Linked DNA regions of Zea mays: all the other regions are linked to region 3. A link is a contact called in public ChIA-PET and Hi-C data. All regions are on one chromosome and are shown on one strand. Each heading gives the region's core, a stretch centred on a gene start, on an enhancer-like site or on the middle of the called end of the contact. The rest is flanking DNA. Distances are from core to core; before and after follow the strand shown. Region 1 holds the start of LOC100284630 (copper-transporting ATPase PAA1). Region 2 holds the start of LOC100276005. Region 3 holds the start of LOC103639007 (calmodulin-binding transcription activator 1).

Evidence for each region. Hi-C and Micro-C count contacts between places; a contact is called where the count stands out from the background. ChIA-PET counts read pairs in DNA pulled down with a chosen protein or histone mark.
Region 1: a contact with region 3 is called in an H3K4me3 ChIA-PET map of seedling, with 4 times the contacts expected there. The contact joins the promoter of LOC100284630 here to the promoter of LOC103639007 in region 3. A contact is called at or near these places in 4 of 25 Hi-C or Micro-C datasets (ear, endosperm, leaf and 1 more) and 1 of 3 datasets of contacts at active chromatin or transcription factors (seedling).
Region 2: a contact with region 3 is called in a Hi-C map of endosperm, with 7 times the contacts expected there. The contact joins the promoter of LOC100276005 here to the promoter of LOC103639007 in region 3. A contact is called at or near these places in 5 of 25 Hi-C or Micro-C datasets (bundle sheath, endosperm, leaf and 1 more).

The regions. Positions count from the first base shown.
Region 1 is chr9:125,648,067-125,651,616 of Zm-B73-REFERENCE-NAM-5.0, forward strand. LOC100284630 (copper-transporting ATPase PAA1) reads right to left here and starts at 1,338. Exons shown (of 4, transcript NM_001157525.2): 1 at 958-1,338; 2 at 798-851; 3 at 274-427; 4 at 1-134. The coding sequence starts at 1,260. The coding sequence ends at 103.
Region 2 is chr9:125,574,511-125,578,057 of Zm-B73-REFERENCE-NAM-5.0, forward strand. It overlaps LOC100276005, which reads left to right and starts at 1,879. Exons shown (of 9, transcript NM_001149901.1): 1 at 1,879-1,968; 2 at 2,642-2,755. The coding sequence starts at 2,732.
Region 3 is chr9:125,781,838-125,785,833 of Zm-B73-REFERENCE-NAM-5.0, forward strand. It overlaps LOC103639007 (calmodulin-binding transcription activator 1), which reads left to right and starts at 1,664. Exons shown (of 13, transcript XM_008661785.3): 1 at 1,664-2,120; 2 at 2,716-2,835; 3 at 3,514-3,629. The coding sequence starts at 2,078.

The sequences.
Region 1 (3,550 bases), core at 88-2,587, 130 kb before region 3:
TGTAACAACTTCTGAAGTGGGAGACATTGCTTCATGCAAGGACCCTCCATGCTAAAACTTCCTGGCCACTCATAGTCATACATACGTAATGCACTGCTGAGGTTAAGCATCAGTTTGTTCAGCCTCGCCTTCGTCTGAAAAAAATAACAAAGAAAACAAAGATCAATTGGGAAGGTGACATGCTTCAGTTGACAAGAACATCTCAATCGGTGCAACTTTAATTATGCGTTTGTATGAATGGATTGAATGATGAAACAAATGTACCCTTCACACCTTGCAGATGAGACTGGAACCCGCAAGAGGTGAGATGGTTGGCAAGTTTCTCGGCCAATTGTTTTTGCCAGTCTTTGGTAGCCTTCGCTTCAGGTGTCGTCCACACAATAGCGGTGGCCTTTTCGACATCAACTGTAGCTGCAGCAACCTCAGGCTGCCAAAAATAATCCAAATAAACTTCGGTTACATGGTGGTATAACTTGATGCAAGGTGATGGCGGCACTTGGAGGTGTCACACACAGAAGCAGCATACTGTACAGTGCAAAACATGCCAGGTACAAATTGGCTTGGCTAATAAGAACCGAAAGCAACTGCGTATGCAAGTGCTGATTTTACAGTCGTGTCATTCGCAGCAGATAATTTGTTTGCAAATTTAACAGACTAGACCATAAGATTTGTGAGTCTAGTGTATCCGATTTTGAATCTGTTTCCAGAACCGACGCCAAGGGCCAAATGGAGAGACGATATGAGAGGAAGCAGAGTTGCAAGCTTTGCACTGCTGCTAGTGCTAACTCTTAACGGACCTGGCTCTCCAGAATTCGCTTCACCTTGTCCGCACATCCGCCGCACGTCATTCCCTGCACGCACGCACGCACGCAGCAGGCAGCACAGCAGCTCATACCGGCGGCTATCAATCGGAACAAAATCGTAGCGTCAAGGTTCAGACACGGGAACGAGCGTTACCCCGACATGGAGCACGATTGCGTCAGAGTCGCCGTCCTCCTGCTGCTCGGACTCACCCAGAGCCGCCACAGCCGCGGCGGCCGCGGCTGCGCCGGCACCGGAGTCGTCCCCTCCACCGTCGCCGCCGCAGCCGCCTGCAGATGAGCGCCCCCCGCCGCCGCCTGCGCCGGATGTGGAGGTGGCGGAGACGGAGGCGAAGCCGCGGCGGGGCCGCGCCAGGACCGGCGGGAGCAGGGGCCTCCCCGCGGTGGGCAGCAGAGGGAAGGACACCCTCGTTGTCGTCGTGGCCACCACGGCTTCCATTGCTGCTTGAAACTAACTACCACAGCAGCACAGGCCGGTAGTGCTTTTCGCGGCGGGCGTTGCGTTATGTCCAAGTCCAACGGATTCGATTTGCTCGCTGGCCTTTTGCAGACCAGAGTTGCCGTGGGCCCGTGGCAGTCGTGCGCTCCTGCTTCACGTGTTCCTGCCATCAGACCGTACGAATTTTTTCTCCATTGCACAAAAAATACATTTTTAAAATTTTGTCTAGACATAGGGGACGTTTCGTTTAAAGGGACTAATTTTTAGTCCTTCATTGTATTACATTTTAGTTTTTAAATTATTAAATACGTAAACTATAATAGAATTTTAGTTTCCACATTTGACAATTTAGAAACTAAAATACAATAAAATGGAGGAACTAAAAATTAGTCACTATAAACCAAATACCTCTTATACAAGTAATGACATTCATAATATAAATAAAAAAGTCTAAATTACTCCCTCACTTATGGGCAATGTACATATAACCCCTTAACTATATTTTAGTTTAATTTACCTCTCCACATATTTGAGTTGATTCAAGCTACCTCTTAACAAAATTTGTCTTCCATAGAAAAAAAATATTATGGTTTTTATAATTATTTTGATAGGTTAAAAATCATATAATGTAATAGCTTTAATGATACAAAACTAAATATAAAATAATAATCATAATTTTCACATATTTTTCTAACTTAAGTTACGATGTCCTCAATCAGTCTAAAAATATGAACTTAAAATTCAACTTTTACATAGAAAAACAAAAAGATAAATATTGATATTTGTCTTTTTCTCCACGTATAAGTTAAATTTCAAATTTATATGGAGAAACAAGTATCGAGCCTCTTCTTTTGTGCTTTGTACATCAAGGCCTTCGGCGACGAAGCTGGTACACGCCTTTGCAACGCCTGTGCATAGCCGAAGTTCCATACCTTCTCATTTCTGGTTTTAAATCTGCTTCGTTGATTCTTTGTGTTGTACCTGAAACACACTTTCTCAGTCCGAAAGTTAACCTATGTACCTGAAACACACTGTTCATTATCCGGTGTGTGCCACGTCAGCCGACCGTTGGGGTTTGGAGCAGTTGACCGTTGAAGTACTTTGTCTTCTTGCGGCACCGGACAGTCCGGTGCGTTCTGCTTCTGCACTGTTCACTGTTCACCGCAGTCGACCGTTGGGCGCAGTTGACCGTTGCTCTGTTGGCTCGCTGGACATGTCCGGTGCACATCAGACAGTCCGGTGAATTATAGCGGAGTGACTCTAGGAAAAACCAGAGAGCGGCCAGTTCGTGGGTGCCTTGGCCTGGGCACCGGACAGTGTCCGGTGCGCCACTGGCATCACCAATGCTTCTATTTGCTCTAAACTATGTAGAGTTCTCCAACTTATTTTCTTTATTGGATTGTGTTGTACTTTATGCACCTGAGATAAATGACAACTAGGCAAACTAGTTAGTCCACGTGGTTTATGATGGACGTCAAACACCAAAATCGATTATAGTAAATGTTTAAGCCTATTTCCCTTTCAAAATAACTAAACAAGAACGTGCAATCTAGGTTTTGTTTAAGTGTTGCTATCTCTACCGCAAAAGAGTTATGCAACCTAAGTTCCAATCATATATATATATATATATATATATATATTCTAAACTAGGAAAGAGAGATTGAAACTTAAGTACTTAAAGTAAATGCGGAATCTAAAGAGCAAAGGTAGAGATTGCAAACTCTCGTGGATGATGCTAGTATTTTTACAGAGGTATCCGGAACCGCGCAAGTTCCCAACTAATCCTCGTTGGTGCCCCTACACAAAGGGTAGCCCACGCAAGGGCCAAGCACCACGGTCGAGTAACTCCGTAAAGAGTCGCAGGCCTTCTCCACGCTCAAGTAGTGCCCCGCTTCTGGCTCCTATCGGATGCTCCCCACCTTCTCCACTATCGAGCTTCCAATTGAATCATCGCGGGCATTGTTCCCTCCAGTAAATGGTGGTGGTCGCACCACAAACGTGGTTGATGCGGTCTCGCAAGACTCTTGCCCCATTCGGTACAATTAGAACATCTCACTCAAGAGCCGAGGGGGTTTGCGGGTTTTTTCTAAAGTCACTCAACTAATTAGGAACAAGCTAGAGCAAACGCATAAGCGGTCTAACTAACCTAACCACTTCGCAAAGCACATACGCTCATCATCGAGTGATTCTATTAAGCACTTGGGTGTTTGAAGCCTTAGAGATGTGTGTTTCATGTGTTGGTATTTTGCTTGGGCTACAACACCTTCAAATGGTCGTGCAAAGAGGTATA
Region 2 (3,547 bases), core at 629-3,128, 210 kb before region 3:
ACGAGGAAGTCGCCCGGAGGGCTTCGAGCCACCTTGATGTCCTCTGTCCTCACCCCGAAGCGGGAGCAGAAGGCCCGCATCACCCGCTCCGGGCTGATGTCGGGGCGGTCACGCCCGAGCCACACGACCACCGCATGGGAACTCAGCCGCTCAAGCTCCCGCTCCATGTTGCTGGTGGAGGAGGCGACGACGCAGGAATGCTCCGGCGGACAGCAGGGTCGCCGGGTTCAGCCATGGACGGGGCAGCGAGCACGAGCGGTGGAAAGTTGACGTTGTCAAGGCGTGGAGCTTGGCACTTGGGGGTTGGAGGTGTCTTACTACCCCTCCCGGAGCACTGCCAGGAACGGTGTCCGTTGCGCAGGCAATTTATGCACCTCACCGGGTCTCTGCAATCAATGGCGAAGTGGCCTCTGCCCAGACAGCGGGCGCATTTACCTTGCAGACTTACCAGCAGACGGCGAGGAGTCGGGGTCGAGCGAGGCACCCATGTCGTGCGGTCTGGTTCCGCACAGGCAGCGCGTCGGCGCCTGCGCCGAATCGTCGTCCAGCTGCCAGGAGCTTCGTCTTCAATGCGGTCGCAGCCATGAGTTGTCGGAGGATCGGTGGAGACATCAAAGCGACTGGATTTGCTGGTGGATTTGGGGGAGGAGAGGTAAGTGACGTCTGGCGCGCCGCTCGCAGTCAATGCAAAGCGAACGCGCTTGGAGGAGTGAAGGACCTGGGGTAGGCTGGCAGGTGGAGGCGGCGGCAGCGGGGGCAGGGGCATGGGAGGCCGAGCTAGCGGTGCTAGGGGAGTACGCTGGGTGGGATCTGGCTTCCTGGGGGTGGGATCTGCCGAGGACGACGGGACAACGACAGATCGGGCGGATGCGGCGGCGGGGGGAGCGCGGTCGCCGTGGGGGGGAGAGCGGGTGGGGAGGGAGGGCATCCTGATGCTCACAAAGCTCCATAAATAAACTTATCATTTCAGCTGAATCGATTTAAGGGGTGTTTGTTTGGATTATAATCTGTTTAGATTATATAATTTTTTTATCAAATTTTAAACTAAGTGTTAGTTTATAATTTATTAGAAAAAAATGAGCCTATCCCTGGAAAAGGATCTGTTCTGGAGTAAATGAAACAGATCCTTGTACGGCTATATCCATTCCATCCTCTCTAATCCAAACGAAAACATGTGGAAATCGTTTCGTGAGACAGAGAGATCAAGGACCGGGACGTGCTCTGGTGGGCTTCTGACCACCCACCTATGCGACATTGGACCGAGCAATGACAAAAGGAATATACTACCGGCCAAGCCGAGGTCCGGTTGCCACTTGAAGCCCAGAAACGAAGGTGCAACTTAAAAAAAGTACACGTGTCTCGTGAGCATCCTATAATTCAAATAAAAAAAGTAAAAACGCAGCGCGAAAACCGCCCGGTTTCCCATCTAGGCTAGGCCAAGCCGAAGCCGAGCCGACCAAACCGAAGCGGCGTCGCTGTCTCTGTCTGTCGCATTCGCTCGCATACTACTCGCACGCGCATCGGCTGGGAATGGATCAGCGCGGGCGCGAGGCGCGAGCGCAAGCGGGGGCGCAGCAGCCAATGGGGCGCCGGCAACTGATCGGATCGCGCCGGCGCCTCGTGTCCACTACCTCGGCACCGCCCAGGGCCCACCACGCCCGCTCCCAGCCGCTAGTTATAGTTACCAAACAATTTCTTCTTTTTTTCTCCTCTAAAAAGATCCTTCTGGTAATTTGGTGCTCAAGGCGAGACGCCCATCTCCCCTCTCATCGTCTCTCTCATCTCATCCAGCCTGTGCCAAAACAAAACGAGAAAAAAAAGTCTTGCTGCTGCTGGTGGTGGAGCGAGAAAGGAAAAAAAAAAAGAAGGGGTAATCTCAGGAACCATCTAGATACAGCGGCGGTACGTGGACTGGACTGGAGCGAGCAAGCCTGCGCCGGCGCCGCCGTCCTCCCGAAACAGAAGCTGGTAAGATCCATCCTGCTCTTGAGTTCCTCTCTCCCTCTCTAATCGTTTCCTGTCGTCTTTGAGCTGGCCCGGTGCTGTTCTTGCCTCCTTTGCGGGGCTGGGAACCTTGAGTTCCTCCTATCTGTTCTTGGGTTAAGAGGCGTTTTTACCCCCCCTTCGTTTCTGGCGACTGGTTTCTGGTGGTCGTGTGCGCGCCCCCCACCTTCTGTCTGACTGGTGTTTGGTGTCCTTGTGGCGATTCTTCTTCGTTCTCTCTGTTTCTGAAGGAAGATACCATTTTGGATCTTTGCTGGAGCGCTTTACTGTGATACTACTGTCTGCTTTTTTTTTTCCCTACTGTTGGTTTTTCTTTGCTTCTGCAGCTTCTGATCCACAGCTCTTGATTCCGGAAGGTGACAACATGTCTATTCGATTTCCCTGTTTTTTTTGTTCTTTATTGTAGAGTTCTAGGCCCCTTCGGTGAGATGTATGCGTCACAAGCTTTCCGTGTTTTCCAGCGCTGTTTGATCTGAGCCCAAGGTGGGCTGGCAACTGAACATTCCTGCGGTAGTTTTGTTTGAATATAATTACTGTTGTAGCGACCTGTTTCGGAATATGATTATTTGTTTAGCCTACAGCTTCTTTTTTTTTGCGGATAATTCATCTAATTTTCTGTCCTTTTGGTAATTTGTAGTAGTTGGTCAAGAACTGGGGATACTGAGTTGAATATGATCTCAAATCCGGTGGACTGGTATAGTTTCGGACCCGGATAGAATTGGTAGGGATGCAAGATTGGAGGGTGCGTGAGGTAATCTCAGTTCATGAATTCCTTCTCTCTTTCTTTTTGTGAAAAGTTTCGGAATTTCTTGATAAACGTAGCATCTCACTTCTATTTGTAAGCCACTGCATTTTATACATGAGATTATAACCAATGATGTGGAATGCATTTGTTTGCAATATAGGAAAAAACATTTTACAAATAACAGTGACCTAGATTTAGTGGACGATAAGAAGTGGAAAAATTAGGAAGAACACATAGGTAGGTGCGTGTGAGGATAGTTTTATTCAATTCCATATAATCTGTGCAAGTATACAGATTAAAGAATTAGCCCGCCGTGGTTTGGGACTGTGTACATAAGGTTCCTGGTATGCACGTTTATTTCCATTTCAACCAGCTGATGTAACAATGAGATATTATTTCTATATCTAGAATTCAAGCTAGTTGGGTTATGCTTCAAGTTCGTTCGCTGCCTAGTTAGCTTGGATGGCTTTGATTTATTTATTGATACTCATCATCAGTTAGGCAAGCAGGTTAAGCTTTGTGCTGACTTGTGGAAGTACCAGTGTTCATTTCGTTGAAGTGCGCTTGCCACCCATAATAGATCCACAATTGTTTTTGCTCTGGCTAGATGAGTGGGGGTTTAGTGGGCTAGCCCCAAGTAAAAGTTCCTACTTCCTACTTTCCTAGTGCCTGCTTTGGTGAAGTAAGTTGACCAGTGTTTAAAATTTCAATGTTTGATTGACACGCTACAAGTGTAGCATTAATCAACTTGATGCTGAACTCATACCCTAGTCACAATCATCTGTTGCGCTGGACCTT
Region 3 (3,996 bases), core at 414-2,913:
CCTCTGTTCCTGGTTTGCAGGAGGGAATCTTTGTTCGGAGCGTTGGAGGCTGCGTTTTTTCTTGCTTCGCTCCGATTTTTCCGGAGATTGTTGTAGAAGGCCTTTTCTCCAGCGGATCCGCGATGCGATGTAGAGTTCCTTCTTCATCTGCCACAGATGAAATGGTTCCGAAGCAGAACATGGACCTAGGGCGGAGGACGATCTTGCGCTGGAAGGTGATGGCCATTGAGCTAGCTTGGATCAGTGACACACCCCCTACCTGGCGCGCCAGCTGTCGGTGCTTTGGGTCCGACTGCGCACCCAGGGTTGCCCCTCGAGGTGCTTTTTGGAGTAGGACGGTGTCACCGATTGTAGCTCGATGGTTCGCGCTAGACGCACGAGAGACAGTGGACAATTTTGTACAGGTTCGGGCCGCTTTAAGATGCGTAATACCCTACGTCCTGGCGTGAATACTTTGTGTGGTGGGTTACAAGGAGGTTCTCTAGTATCGAGGATGTTAGAGAACTAGGTGGATGGCTAAGTAGTGAGATATGTTTTTGAGTGGATGCCCCCTAGGCCTTATATACTCGACCGTGGGGCATTATATGTGGATATGATAACAATGTGAACCTAATTAATAGTGAATCAACTGAGCCTATCTTCCTATAATTCCGCCGACCTATCTCCGGCTCCGCTTAGTTCCGATGTATGAGGCCTCTGCGCGGGAAGGTCGGATCCTTGTTACGGTTGCCGTTCAAACCCATCGGGCCGTCTGGGCCTGCGTTAATCCAATCTTGTGTCAATCCACTTTACCGGACGTGCCTTCTCAGGCCCACGAAGGGATGACCTTGCGAATTATTGGGCCCGCAGGCCTTTCGCGAGGTCTTTTAGCCTTCCAGTGGACCCAGGGATATCTGTCCCCCACAACACCCACGCCACGTTGCGTCCAACCACGGTCGACGAGTCATCCACCGTGGTTCTCATACGCCACATGCACAGGGCACGACCGAATCTTTTCGCGCCCTACGCCCGTGTCTTCCCTGGACGTTTGCGATTGCCAACCGACTGAGGCCCGTTGGGCATCTTTTAGGCGGCCCATTAGGAGCCATTTGGATGGCCTACGAGACGTAATCGAGCCGTGGTGCGCCGGCGGATATCTGTTCCCCACACATTCCGTCCCCGCAAGCTCGATGTGGACTAATTTTCACTGTTTTGATCTCTCTGGGGACGAAATCACCTTATCATACAAGAATTCCCCACCACAAATCGAAATCGAGCCTTTGTCATCTCTGCTCGGTTCACACGTCATAGTAGTGTTTGTGACTAGTAAAATTATAAAACTTACCGTTCAAGTTTTCAAAACAAAATTGTTAACTTTATATCAAGCAATAGTATCTTATATGACCAAAGGGTAAAGACCATGGGAAAATTTTGTACTCTATCCTTTTAACTTTTGGCCAGCGATCAAAGTGCTCTTCGCATAAAAATAGTTCTCTGACCAAACACGAAATTTGCATGCTTCCTTCCCACCAAAAACATGTGTCCGAACTATATAAACTAAAATCAGAGGAGGACGGACGGGCAGCCGGGCAGGAAGGGCTGATCCGAAAACGGCGGATTCTCTCCGCGCAAGAGGCCAAGTGTCCTACTACAGTAGCGACGACAGCACAGACGCACCCACCCCCGGTGACCTGACCACCAGCCACCCACCCCGTTCCTGGTAGGCTTCCTCTTCCAGGGACACGCCCGTCATTTCCGCCCCACGACGCTTTTACTTTTCTGCGCACCCTTTCACACTCACTGACTCACCGCCGCGCTCGCCCGCCCTCTCGCCTCGTCGTCACGTCAGACTCAGACATCACCCCCACCCCCACCCTCTCTCTCCCTCCGTCCCGCCAATAAATTTTCCCAGCGCGACGGCGCCCCGCTCTCCCGCTCCGTTCCTCCTCCCTTCCCCGAAGCTTCGGCGCCCCCTCGCTCCCTCCGCCCCGTTTTAAGCGCGCCCGCCTCCGACCGACCGGCCGCCACGCGAGCGACCGCTTCGGCAAACGGGGAGGAGGAGGAGTGTTTGCTTCTCTGTCTTGATCGGGGAGGCGCCATGGCGGACACCCGCAAATTCGTGCTGCCCGGCCAACCCCCAGGTACGGCTCGCTCCTCCTGTCTGCTTCTCCTCCGGGGTTGGGGTTTTGCGCGCTCCCCACGGGAGAGCACGGAGAATTCGATGGTTTTACGGCCACAGATGCGTTTTCGTTTCAAGACGGAGAGAAAAGCAACTGCACGTGCCGTGTCGATCGAGGACGAGTCATCTTAAATGCTTTATTAAGTACATCTGGAAAAAGGGCCGTGCGTCCCATGTTCTTGCAGTTGCACTTGCAGTCCCCGCGAAATTTCACCCTCTTTTTTTTATATCTACAAAAAAAAAAACCCCGGTCCATTCCCGGCCTTTGCAAATTCGCTCTATCGCCCCGCGGAATTTCGAGCTGGATGACGGGATGAGTTTCTCTTTCATCGGCCACGTATTTTGTTTTTCGAAAGAAAGCGACTGGGGCTAGTCTCTCTCTGGCGTTTTGCTGACTTTTCCGACCAATAATTCAGAGCAGACAAAAAGGGGTTTCGGTACCAAGAACGAGGAGTCGAGGACCGTATGCGAGTGGTGGTGGTCGCCTGGTCGGAGCAGTTGTTGGCGTTGACTAACCGGGGACTAACTAACTAACCTCGTCGTGAATGAATCTGCAGACATCTCGCAGATACTGCAGGAGGCTCAGAACCGGTGGCTGCGGCCCACCGAGATCTGCGAGATACTGTCCAACTACAAGCTCTTCTCCATCGCCGCCGAGCCGCCCAACATGCCGAGGAGTACGGTTTCTCTCCCTATGTTTTTTGTGCTCTCTTTAGGTGCATGCTGTGGCTTCTGAACACTGGCCTCATAAATATGCTTATTAAATTCCATTAGCAATCGTGATGTATTTATGCTGTGGGCTATGGAAGAGTTGTTGTCTGCTGGCAGCTTGGCATGGGCATTTCGGCTGTGTATATTTCTTTGGAGTAGCTAGTGATACAGCTTATGGTAAATTTTTCGCTTGCTTTGCGGGCTCGACAGGTCTTCCTCTGCTTGCTATGAAGCCATCGAAAACATGTTCTCATTCTGAAACAGAAATCTGGCACAACTTGATGTGTTGGGGGATCTGGTGGGTAAATTTTATGGTAAATAGTTTGTGATTTTCGCTAGGCAACACAACCACATGGCGGTTTTCCTTTCGAGTCATTGCTGATGATACGTCAGCCACGCCCAGTGTCCTCTTTCATTAGTTTTTTAAGAAGAAACGTAGTTTTGTTTCGGTTAGCACAAATAGTACAACAGTTACATTATAGCCCTACAGTTTGATTGCTCGATTTGGTCAAAGCTATTCTTATAGTAGTATTAGCTCTACAGTTTGATTGCTTCATTTGGTCAAAGCTATTCTTATAGTTCGGAATGCTGGCCCTCTCATTGGCACTGATTCTCATTACTTAACTTCCATCTGATCGCAATAGGTGGCTCTCTTTTTCTATTTGATCGCAAAGTACTGAGGTACTTCAGAAAGGATGGACACAACTGGAGAAAGAAAAAAGATGGCAAGACTGTCAAAGAAGCTCATGAGAAACTGAAAGTGAGTAACTATTTTATTTTGAAAGAAAATCAATATCTCGAATGCTGCGCAAAAAAGTTTAACTGTGGATGCTGGAATGTTCTGTATCATTTTGGGCATTTGCTACTTGTTATTGTGCATTCTGTAACTTCTGTAGCGGTAGTGATAAATATTTTTTGTGTGTATACTGCCTATCCAGTATAGATGGTGTCCATGCTTGTGGAGTTTTTTTTAAACAACTTGCATATCGCACCGCTATCCATACTCATAGAGCTGTTAACAATTTCCATCTTATGCTGCCACATTCAATTTAGACCTTAGCAATGAGCATTGCATTGGGGGAGAAGCTGTTGCATGCAGATGGGAAGTGTTGCATACCTTAGGCTGG